Linked DNA regions of Zea mays: region 1 is linked to region 2. A link is a contact called in public Hi-C data. All regions are on one chromosome and are shown on one strand. Each heading gives the region's core, a stretch centred on a gene start, on an enhancer-like site or on the middle of the called end of the contact. The rest is flanking DNA. Distances are from core to core; before and after follow the strand shown.

Region 1 (4,657 bases), core at 1,394-3,893, 200 kb after region 2:
ATGAGGGTGGAATGGGGTGCCCTTAGCTGAATAATTAGAGGATCCGGAGTGTAGTTCACTTAGCCGTCGTGCCGTCAATGGGGCTCGGTGTATGCGGCTCGCTCTGCCAAGTTTGGGTTCGCCCCTTGGGGAGGAGTGCGGTGCATTTAGGAAACCTAACGGGTGGCTACAGCCCTGGGGAATCTTTGTAAAGGCTACGTAGTGATGCCCTGCTAGGCCACCTAGGTAGTGGTCAATGGGGAGTTGCTCTCTCCGGGCAGAATGAGAATCACGGCTTGTGGGTAAAGTGCACAACCTCTGCAGAGTGTTTAAAAACTGATATATCAGCCGTGCTCGCGGTTATGAGCGGCCAAGGGAGCTCCAGTGATTAGTGGTACTTGATCAGAGACATTATGGTACAGATGGCTATGAGATCGATGGTTTTGGTTATGACTATGGTGCTGGTAAGTGGTATTCTTTCCGTTTGGAAAGGGTACATCGGGTTAATAACTTGGGTTAAAGCTAAAACCTGGCTTTCTATTAGTAAATAATAACCTGACCAACTAAAAGCAACTGCTTGACTTATCCCCCACATAAAGCTAGTCCACTACAGCCAAACAGGATACTTGCTGAGTATGTTGATGTGTACTCACCCTTGCTCTACACACCAAACCCCCCCATCCCCAGGTTGTCAGCATTGCAACCACTGCTCAGGCGAAGATGAAGCTGTGGAAGGAGACTTCCAGGAGTTCCAAGACTACGACGAGTTCTAGGTGTGGGTTAGCGGCAACCCCCAGTCGGCTGCCTGTGAAGGCCGCGTTTATCTACGTTTCTTTTCCGCACTTTGATTTATTGTAAGGACTATATGGACGTCTCAGACGTATGATGTAATCAACTATTTTCCCCTTTTAATACTATTTTGAGCACTGTGTGATGATGTCCATGTTATGTAACTGCTGTGTACGTGAATAACTGATCCTGGCACGTACATGGTTCGCATTCGGTTTGCCTTCTAGAACCGGGTGTGACACTCATGGATCCTGCAAAATATGTGTCAGGATTTGGAGATCCATGCGAGCACTACACATGGTGCTCCTCCCTTGTGTTCTTGGCTCTTGCATGCATTAGGTCGTTTCTAAGACCATATTGACACAATAGACTCCATGGTGTTTGAGGTTGCTGAATTGGTTGGAGCAGCAATGATTTGTCACACTAACAATAAAAGGGAAGGTTATTTGTTTGTTTTAAACGTTACTAATTGCTACGAAGTACCATAATTTGTATAGAGCGCATCCAATTTTTATTGATGCCCGACTTTAGCAACCACTCAATATTTTAATCTATCTTTTTTATAAGTTTGAGTTCATGTGACTTAGAAACTTGAGCTCACAAATTTCATCTTATTTGGTCTATATATGGTGAAATTATGCCATTCTATATTTTCTGTTCGTTCAGTCAGTCGTTGTGAACTCTTTTCTAATCGCTCTCTTCATTAGCCGTGTTGTACCGAGACATATTAGATGGAGACATGGAGTAAACAACAATATCAGTTAGTCAAATAAAAAAAATATTATGCGAAGAGTGAAGACAATCAATAAAAAAATTTAAGATCTGTTTGGTGGATAGTTTACGGACAGTACGGGCAACCGACTAGTATGTATATCTGTGTCAAGAGTTTATAGCCACTCGGCCAAGCAATCTCGCTATTTCTCTCTGACTGCCTAGCGGAACTGGTGAATTTGATTCGCGTTATCAGCAATGAACATAGAGCTAGCTAAGAGGATCAAACTGAGGGGAGCGTTCATTGACCTGGCTGCTACGCGGAGGCCTGGTGGACGTAGCAGCAGCAAGGCCGCGTGGATTTGTCCCATTTGTTTTGTTTAATAGTAATATAATCGTGGACAGAGCAGAGGCTTTTGCGTGTGCGTTTACCAGTTGCCCATCCGGGTTACATCTCACGGAATCTGAGGCTGAGGCGACGGAGCGCAAGCAAGCAAGCAAGCGAAAGGGCAGGGCTGCCTGCCACACAAGAGACAAGGGAAGAGGAGAAGGGTAGACGAGTAGACGACTGTGATGAGGCTAGAAGAAGAGCAGGCAGGAGCTATAAGTACCCCGCCCCCTTCCACCCTCTCCTTCCACCTCCCTCCCTTGCTGCCTCATCCATTCCAGAGCTGCGAAGACAGACAGACAGAGAGAAAGAGGGATCGACGGAGCAAGGCGGGGCCGTGTCCGGTCACACACGAGCGAGCCCTCTCGGCCGCGCGTTTGTGAATGGTGAACGGCGAGCGGCGGGCGGACGCGGAGTGCACGCGGGCGTCGCTGCTGGGGAGGTATGAGATCGGGCGGACCCTCGGCGAGGGCAACTTCGGCAAGGTGAAGTACGCGCGCCACATCGCCAGCGGCGGCCACTTCGCCATCAAGATCCTCGACCGCAGCAAGATCCTCTCCCTCCGCATCGACGACCAGGTTGGGCATGCCACACACGTGTTTCGCCGCCGCGCGCTAGCCGTTTCAGATTCCAGTCCGGTCCGGTCCGCCGAGCATGCTGACGGCGGCTTCTTCGTCCATTTCGCTTTGCGCTGGCGCTGTTTGCAGATCAGGAGGGAGATCGGGACGCTCAAGCTGCTCAAGCACCCGAATGTCGTCCGCTTGCACGAGGTGCGTGGCACACCGAACTTGCTTCAAACCTCCCCTTTCGTATCGTTCCTTCATTTCTTCTTGGATTGGATCCTTCTCCTCCTCGCTCCTTCCAGCTCCAGCTGGACCAATTCCCCTTGTCTGCTGGACTGGTAAGATAGGATCCGATCCCGTATACTTCCATTCCATGACGCTAGAAAATGAACTTGCTGTGCTCCGTAAGGGATTATTAGGCTAGCTGTCCAGTTGTACTGTCCTGCAAGTAACGGACCATCTGGCTTTTACTTGGAACCAAAGGATTAGCGGTTTTTGCTTGCGCGGCCGGGATGAGACTCTTTCGTCACACACACACACAAACACAAAACAAAGGATCTCTTTTCTCTCTGCTAGCTCTCGTCGCTTGCTTCTCAACGCTGTTCACGCGGAAAACACCGGCGGGAGCTTTGGCTGACGTCCGGTCCTTCGATCCACGCCGCACGGCATCTCCGCCGGAGTTTTTACTCCGGCCGCTACCGGAATATGAGCCCCTGTCCTGGGCATAAAGCGGTTTCGCCTCGCCACGCCACATGCACCTGCAAGTAGAGAGAGAGGCCTGTCGAGACTCGAGAGTCTATAGTTCACGGGCTCTTCGCCTCTCGGGGTTCCAAAGCCAAAGGGGGAAAAAAAAAGGAAGGAAGAAGGCTCACGGGCTCCTGGAATTACGCTCAGGAAAAAAAATCGCGAGAAAACGATACGATTTTTCGCCAGGTTTTTTGTGAAATTGCTTGTAGTAATAATAACAAGGAAAAAAAAGTCATGTCCTTTGATTCTGTGACGAAAACCACATGCATTCCAAGCGAGACATCTCAGGCCACAGTTTCACACAGTCGCAGTGTGCCGGATACGAAAGCGATCCCATCCGGAGCGTCAGGTCCGTGACCGTCTCGTCTCCACTTGTACAAATGAAACCGACCACCGGCCGGGACGGTTCCCGTTTCGGCACAGTAGAGCAACACGGCACACGAAGGGGGCGGGCCCACCGCGCGCGGTACGCATGCCTCTTGGGCTACCCGTCGAGCCATGTGGCCGGCTTCCTGGTGGCCCCGCCACGTCGGCCTCACACGGTCCCGGTACATCTGGCCAGGCAGGTACTGCTGGAGTATTATGCATGCATCGTCGTGAGCTGGGTGCACCAAGTCACCCCACACCGCGTGGGCCTGCCCGCGACGCAACACTTGTCGCACGGGCCCCGCACACGTGTTCCGCGGGGCCCCCTTGGCTGCTCCTCTATCCTCCCCCCCGGGCCGCTGGCCGCGGCCACCAACTCTGTGCGCCTTGGTGTGACCGGTGGTCTCTGTGCTCCCAAGCTGAGCAGCAGCAATCGCCGTTCCGGAGGCCGGAGCACAGAGACGAGACCCGCCGAGCAGTTTGGGTTTTTTTTTTTTTTGATGATTTGGTGCACCTACCTAAAGAAGCCTTTGGCATCGAGTACGCCTAGTACCACCACCACCACCAAAGAAGCCTTGAGCATGCAGGGTAATAATTGTGACGAGGGCCGGGGAAAGAAAAAGGATGCAGGGAAAGATTACTGTTGTACCCGTATCTCATTCAGGCCCTAGTTGCTGAAAATAACAGTAAATAGGAATCGTGTTTGTTTGCAACTGGAAGCAAAAAAAAAAAAAAAAAAAGAGGTGTGGGTGACTGATATTGAGACCAACCTTTTTCTCTGCAGGTTGCTGCCAGTAAAACGAAGATCTACATGGTGCTTGAGTTTGTCAACGGCGGCGAGCTCTTCGACAAGATCGTAAGCCCACACGTCGTCAAAACGCGCTGTTTGTTTGCACGTAAAAATTCATCTTTCTAACGCTCCTGTTTTCTAACGCGCTGTTTTACACACAAAAGGCTATCAAGGGGAAACTGTCCGAACACGAGGGCAGGAGGCTCTTCCAGCAGCTAATCGACGGCGTCAGCTATTGCCATGACAGAGGTGTCTACCACCGAGACCTCAAGGTAGCCTTCACCGTCAGTTCAGTTGCTTCTCTTGCATTCATATATACTTGTC
Region 2 (5,088 bases), core at 554-3,053:
TCACAGTCCCATCGTGAGCTCCCCAAGCGGTCAAGCCCAAGGCCGCGGACACGCTAGGCCACCAGGGCGGCGGCGACGAACACGAGTAGGGCCAATGCCACCGCGTCAAGTGTGTCAGGTTCTTCAGCGGCTGCCTAGGCACTGCGGCCCCGCCTTCGTCATCCTACTGTCTCTCGGCACCCGACGACGAGAGCAGCGGGAGCACGAGGGGCACCGACTCGTGGAGCCATCGAAGCTGGGCTTGGGCACTGGGGAGCACCATGAGGGCGCTGAGACTGACCAGCTCCTTGTCCAGCAAGAGCATCATGGTCGTATCCACAATCGCGTGAACGGCACCATGCATGCGGGGTTTGCTTCATGGGTTGATGCCGCTGCATGAGCAATTAATGGCTGGTGAATGATCAACCCTAAACCATACTAGAACAACATAAATGTCTCCATCTTTCTTGATAGACAATATTTGGAGAGTCTGTTGGTTTACCCTACCATTTATAAGGTTGTCTATAGGTTTACCCTACCATTTAGAAGGTTGTCAATTTTTTAGGGACCTCATAAAACTCTAAATTTAGTTAAGATTATATCTAGACTCTTGGAGTTGCTCTTATAGAGCTACATGTAGTCCCTCGATTTGGAGATAAGGACTCGCATCAAGACCTATACATGATCTGATAAGGACGCACGTCTCGATCTGGTCGTGATCGGATAATGACTCTAAACTTAACATCCAAGCAACCACATCAAAAATAAAAATAAAAAATAGCAAAAGGAAGTCGCGCCCCCACAAGACGAGGGGCTAGATTTTGGCAGAACATTCACGCTCGTGCCCTTCTCCCGTGCCCAAGCCAGGCCAGGCAAGCAAGCGCGCGTGTATGGTATTCCATCCTCTCTCCCTTTATCTATGACTTGAAGGAAGAGGGATGTCACCACATATAAACAGGTCTCACTCAATCTGGGCTAGCAATATGGTACTATGGTTCCCACCATCTCTTGCCATCTCTCATATACATAGTCTTTTCATAATTTTTAGAATTTAATTGAATTGCTTAATTTGGGCCAAGCCCATTAATCCAACGGTCCCGCACCTTCTACGCCACCAAGGCATGTTTGCGACACGTATCTGGTCGGCTCGTCCCGCTCGTGTGTTTCAAGCTGAAGCTAACCGGTCCCATTGTTGTAACATATTTTCTTTGTGCACTTGTATCAAATAAGTATGTTCTAAGTGAGCCGATGTTTGCCACATGTAGGCAGCCAGACTAAAGGTGCGTTTGGTTTGGCTTTTGGCTTTGGCTTTTACCTCCTAAAAGCCAAAAGCCAAACCAAAGGGCTGGATCTAGGAAGCAGCTTTTTCTAAAAGCCGACTTTCTTGCAGTGCAAAACTGAAAGCACCTCTAGACCTGCTTTTAGCGGCTTTTGGATGGAACTGTGAAAATATATATGGAAAAACTTTTAGCGACTTTTAGTGGTTTCCACCAAACACTTTTTAGCTTTTTAACAGCTCACAGCCCACAGCAGCTTTTCTCACAGCTCACAGCCCACAGCAGCTTTTTTCACAGCCACAGCCCAACCAAACAGACCCTAAGAACCACTTTCGTTTCTTAAGAGCAGCCATGCGCAGCTGGTTTACGCCACGAGCAGCCGAGCTCTAAAAAATGGAGACTGCCTTCGTTTTCTAGGAGCCAGACAGAAGAGTCACTTTTGGACGCGCAGAATCAAGCTCCGGAAAAGCCCGGCCACACAAACACGGACGTTGCAAAGCCGTCGGGCCACAGGTCGCAAACGTGCCCCATGTGACCCTCTATGGTCTCCCAGCGTTCGCGGGGCCGGGTCTTCTTCCTCTAATGCGTCCTTGCCATGGGCTATACCGTCACCCTCGTCGGCACCTCTTTTTCATTGTGGGAAGGGTGTTGTCGTTGCTCTACGGTTGGCGTGGCGGCGGTAGCGGAGATGTGCAGCAGCACGCGACGGGGTTGGAGAGAACCTTCGCGTGTAGGGCCAACTTGGCTGGAGAAATAGAGGTTTTGGCCATGGGAGATGCCCGCCGGAGGAGAAACAGGATGAAAAATGAGAAATAAACAAAATAATCAGTGCGGTGTTTTATAACAAATATGCACGATTTCATAATGATACAAGCCGTATTTTAACGTTGGTGGTTTGAATTGGATAATTTCATTGAAGTCAGATATCCTACAACAAAATCTGCCATTATATTATATTATATTATTTCTAGAATTCTCTTTATCAAGTTTAAGGTGGTGTTCGAATGCACTAGAGCTAATAGTTAGTAACTAAAATTAGTTGAAGACATCCAAACAATCTAGCTAATAGTTCAGCTATTAGCTACTTTTAGCAAATTAGCTAATAGTTAGCTAGCTAATTTTACTAGCAATTATATATTTAGACAACTAACTATTATTATCTTTAGTGCATTTAAACACCCCCTAAACCATTTATTATGTATATATACCTATGTTGTTTTCCTCTAAAATGGATACGTTATTAAGCAAGATATATATTATATTGGAGCAGTCTATGGTTTATGAAGGCCGGCCAGCTGTCTCCTTTAATATATAGATAAAAATAATATTACACGAGAGAAGGTTGGGTTACAATATATCAAGAACACTGAAAACAAATTAAACTACAGGCTACGAAATAGAAAGTTGGCATTATTAACCAAGTGTTAATGCATATGTATATATGTACTACAAGTGGTCTCTATTGAATATTGGTTCCAGCTAACTTGTATAGTATGTGTCATGATGCAGATGATGCATCAGTAACAATAATAAACTCCTTTCCTATATAATACAATCCATCGTCTTAACGGACTAAGGGCCTACGCATGCATGGTGGCTACTTTACTTTGAAGTTTGAACAGAGTCTTGGTTCGATTTGTCATCCTTGTACTAGTACGTTTGGTTGGTTTCTCTCGCCAACCTGGCTGTGTGAGCCAGGATCACTGGAGCCTGGCTCTAGAGATGCGACCAATCTAAACGTATCTGGTGAGCCTGGCCCAGAGTGCTTTAAGGATCGTGCGAGCCTGAATCCAAATCTACATGCAGGCAACCAAACACAGAGCTCGCACGCGCATAGCCTGGCTCACAGCAACCAAACAGCAGCTACCCGCATCCTGTGATGCAAGCACGCGCAGATACAGGCAACCAAACAGACCCGTAGTAATCGAACAACAATAACGACGGTATTTCGTGGAGTGTATGTATATGTGCCAAGAATTCCACAGACGGTATATATATATAGCAGCCAACACATGAATGATGGCCTTATTTAGTTTGAACACGCGATGAGTTGTTGAGTCGTCCATTCCATCATTCCATGCGTCCTATAGGCTGACCGTCACAGCCGTCAAGCCTCGTCACATGACCCATGCATATGTAACCTATCATATGCTAGATCTAGATGTAGTCTTCTTTTTTAAGGCGTTGTTTAGAACCCATAGAATAACATGTACTCGATAGTGTTGGCGCCGATCCGGACACCAATCACTGCGTGAGAATCGGCGGCGGTGCTCTCTGCACAGGTGCGGACAGTCCGCGGCAAGGGGACGGACGGTCCGTGACCTGGAGCAGGGCTAGGGTTCCCTGCCTGACGAGTCGGACGGTCCGCGCCTATAGGCCGGACGGTCCGATCCGCGCGTGCGCAAGGGCGGCGGAGTTCGCCGACGGCGCCTGAATCTCACTCCCGGGAGGGACCCCGTCGGAGAGGAGAGATTCTAGGTGTTGTCTAGAGTCAGCATGCCGACCTAGACATCTCTAATCGACGTAGAGCCGAAGAAAAGCGAAGAATTTGGGGATTGTGAAGCTAAACTAGAACTACTTCTAATGCCTAAGGTAAAAACAAGAGATAAACTGATTTTGATTCGATTGTTGATTATTAATCGGCCGTATTCCTCTATATTTATAGAGGAGGGGGCTGGACTCGTGACAAACCAATCTCCCGGGCTAATTCCGCGAATTTAGCTAACAACCATAGCAAGAAACTCAGAACCATAATTGGCTCTGCGCGCGGACCGTCCGGACCACCAGTGCGGACCATCCGCCCGCTCAATTTGGTGCTCAACATATGCCCCCTGCCTTTTGGTGGAGCTGAGCGAACCAAAAGCAACTAACTCGATGTGATTACATCGGTTTTCTTAAGCATCTTGCCACATACTAGGATTATACTGCTTGAGTAAACGCCCATTCAAAGCCTTGGACAAATCTTTGCCTTGTAATGTTTACAATAAATAGGCGTTACCATATATCACCTCTGTTAATTTTTAAGGACCTTCCCAGCTTAGCGACCACTTTCCAAACTTCCGGTCTTTGTTTCTTAGAGGCATGATGGTCTTTCACACCAGGTCCCCTACCTGAAATGATTTAGCCTTGACCTTCTTATTGTAGGCTCTGGCGACCATGATCTTGTCCTTTTCTATTTTTCCTAAGGCTGCCACTCTTTTTTTATCGATCACTTCATCAATATTGTCCATCATCAAATTATAATAATCACCGACAATTAAGTCATTTTGCTTGGCGAATCTGATAACATTTAAACTTATCTCCATAGGTAAAACTGCTTCCTGCCCATAGACAAGCTCAAATGGAGATACTTAAGTAGCACAGTGTTTAGATATTCTGTGAGCCCATAGAGCTTCGGACAAATCTTATGCCAATGCCTAGGATTATTAGATATCTTCTTTTTTATGAGGCTAATCAACGTTCTGTTACTAGACTTGGTCTGTCCATTGGCCTGAGCATAATATGGAGATGAATTGAGCATTTTAATCCTATATAATTCAGCAAACTCACGTACCTCTTTTGACATAAAAGAAGCCCCCTGATCTGTAGTCAAAGTCTGGGGAATGCCGAATCTATGAATAATATGTTCAGTTATGAACTCAGTTACCTCCCTATGTGTCATGTTCTTTAGAGAACGACTTCAGTCCATTTGGTAAAGTAGTCAGTGGCAACTAACACGAACCGATGCCCTTTTGATGATGAAGGATGAATCTCTCCTATAAAATCTAATCCCGATCATCTGAAAGGCCAAGGTTTAATGATAGGATGTAATTCGGCTGCGGGGACCAACTGT

What was found. A called contact is a pair of places that touch in the nucleus more often than the background predicts.
Region 1: a contact with region 2 is called in a Hi-C map of tassel, with 5 times the contacts expected there. The contact joins the promoter of LOC111591128 here to the enhancer-like site in region 2. A contact is called at or near these places in 4 of 25 Hi-C or Micro-C datasets (bundle sheath, ear, leaf and 1 more) and 1 of 3 datasets of contacts at active chromatin or transcription factors (leaf).

Annotation. Positions count from the first base shown.
Region 1 is chr3:51,080,949-51,085,605 of Zm-B73-REFERENCE-NAM-5.0, forward strand. It overlaps LOC111591128, which reads left to right and starts at 2,644. Exons shown (of 1, transcript XM_023301969.1): 1 at 2,644-4,283. The coding sequence starts at 3,441. The coding sequence ends at 4,214. It overlaps LOC100037796 (protein kinase-like), which reads left to right and starts at 1,734. Exons shown (of 13, transcript NM_001112497.2): 1 at 1,734-2,445; 2 at 2,575-2,637; 3 at 4,328-4,399; 4 at 4,498-4,605. The coding sequence starts at 2,251.
Region 2 is chr3:50,878,733-50,883,820 of Zm-B73-REFERENCE-NAM-5.0, forward strand. No RefSeq gene overlaps it. Among protein-coding and RNA genes, the nearest start is that of LOC109944812, 94 kb to the left of the region's middle. Within about 2 kb of position 1,804, at least 9 of the 20 cell types and tissues checked have an H3K27ac peak or open chromatin away from gene starts, as enhancers often do. A contact at or near this core is called in bundle sheath, leaf and tassel, where this site is marked.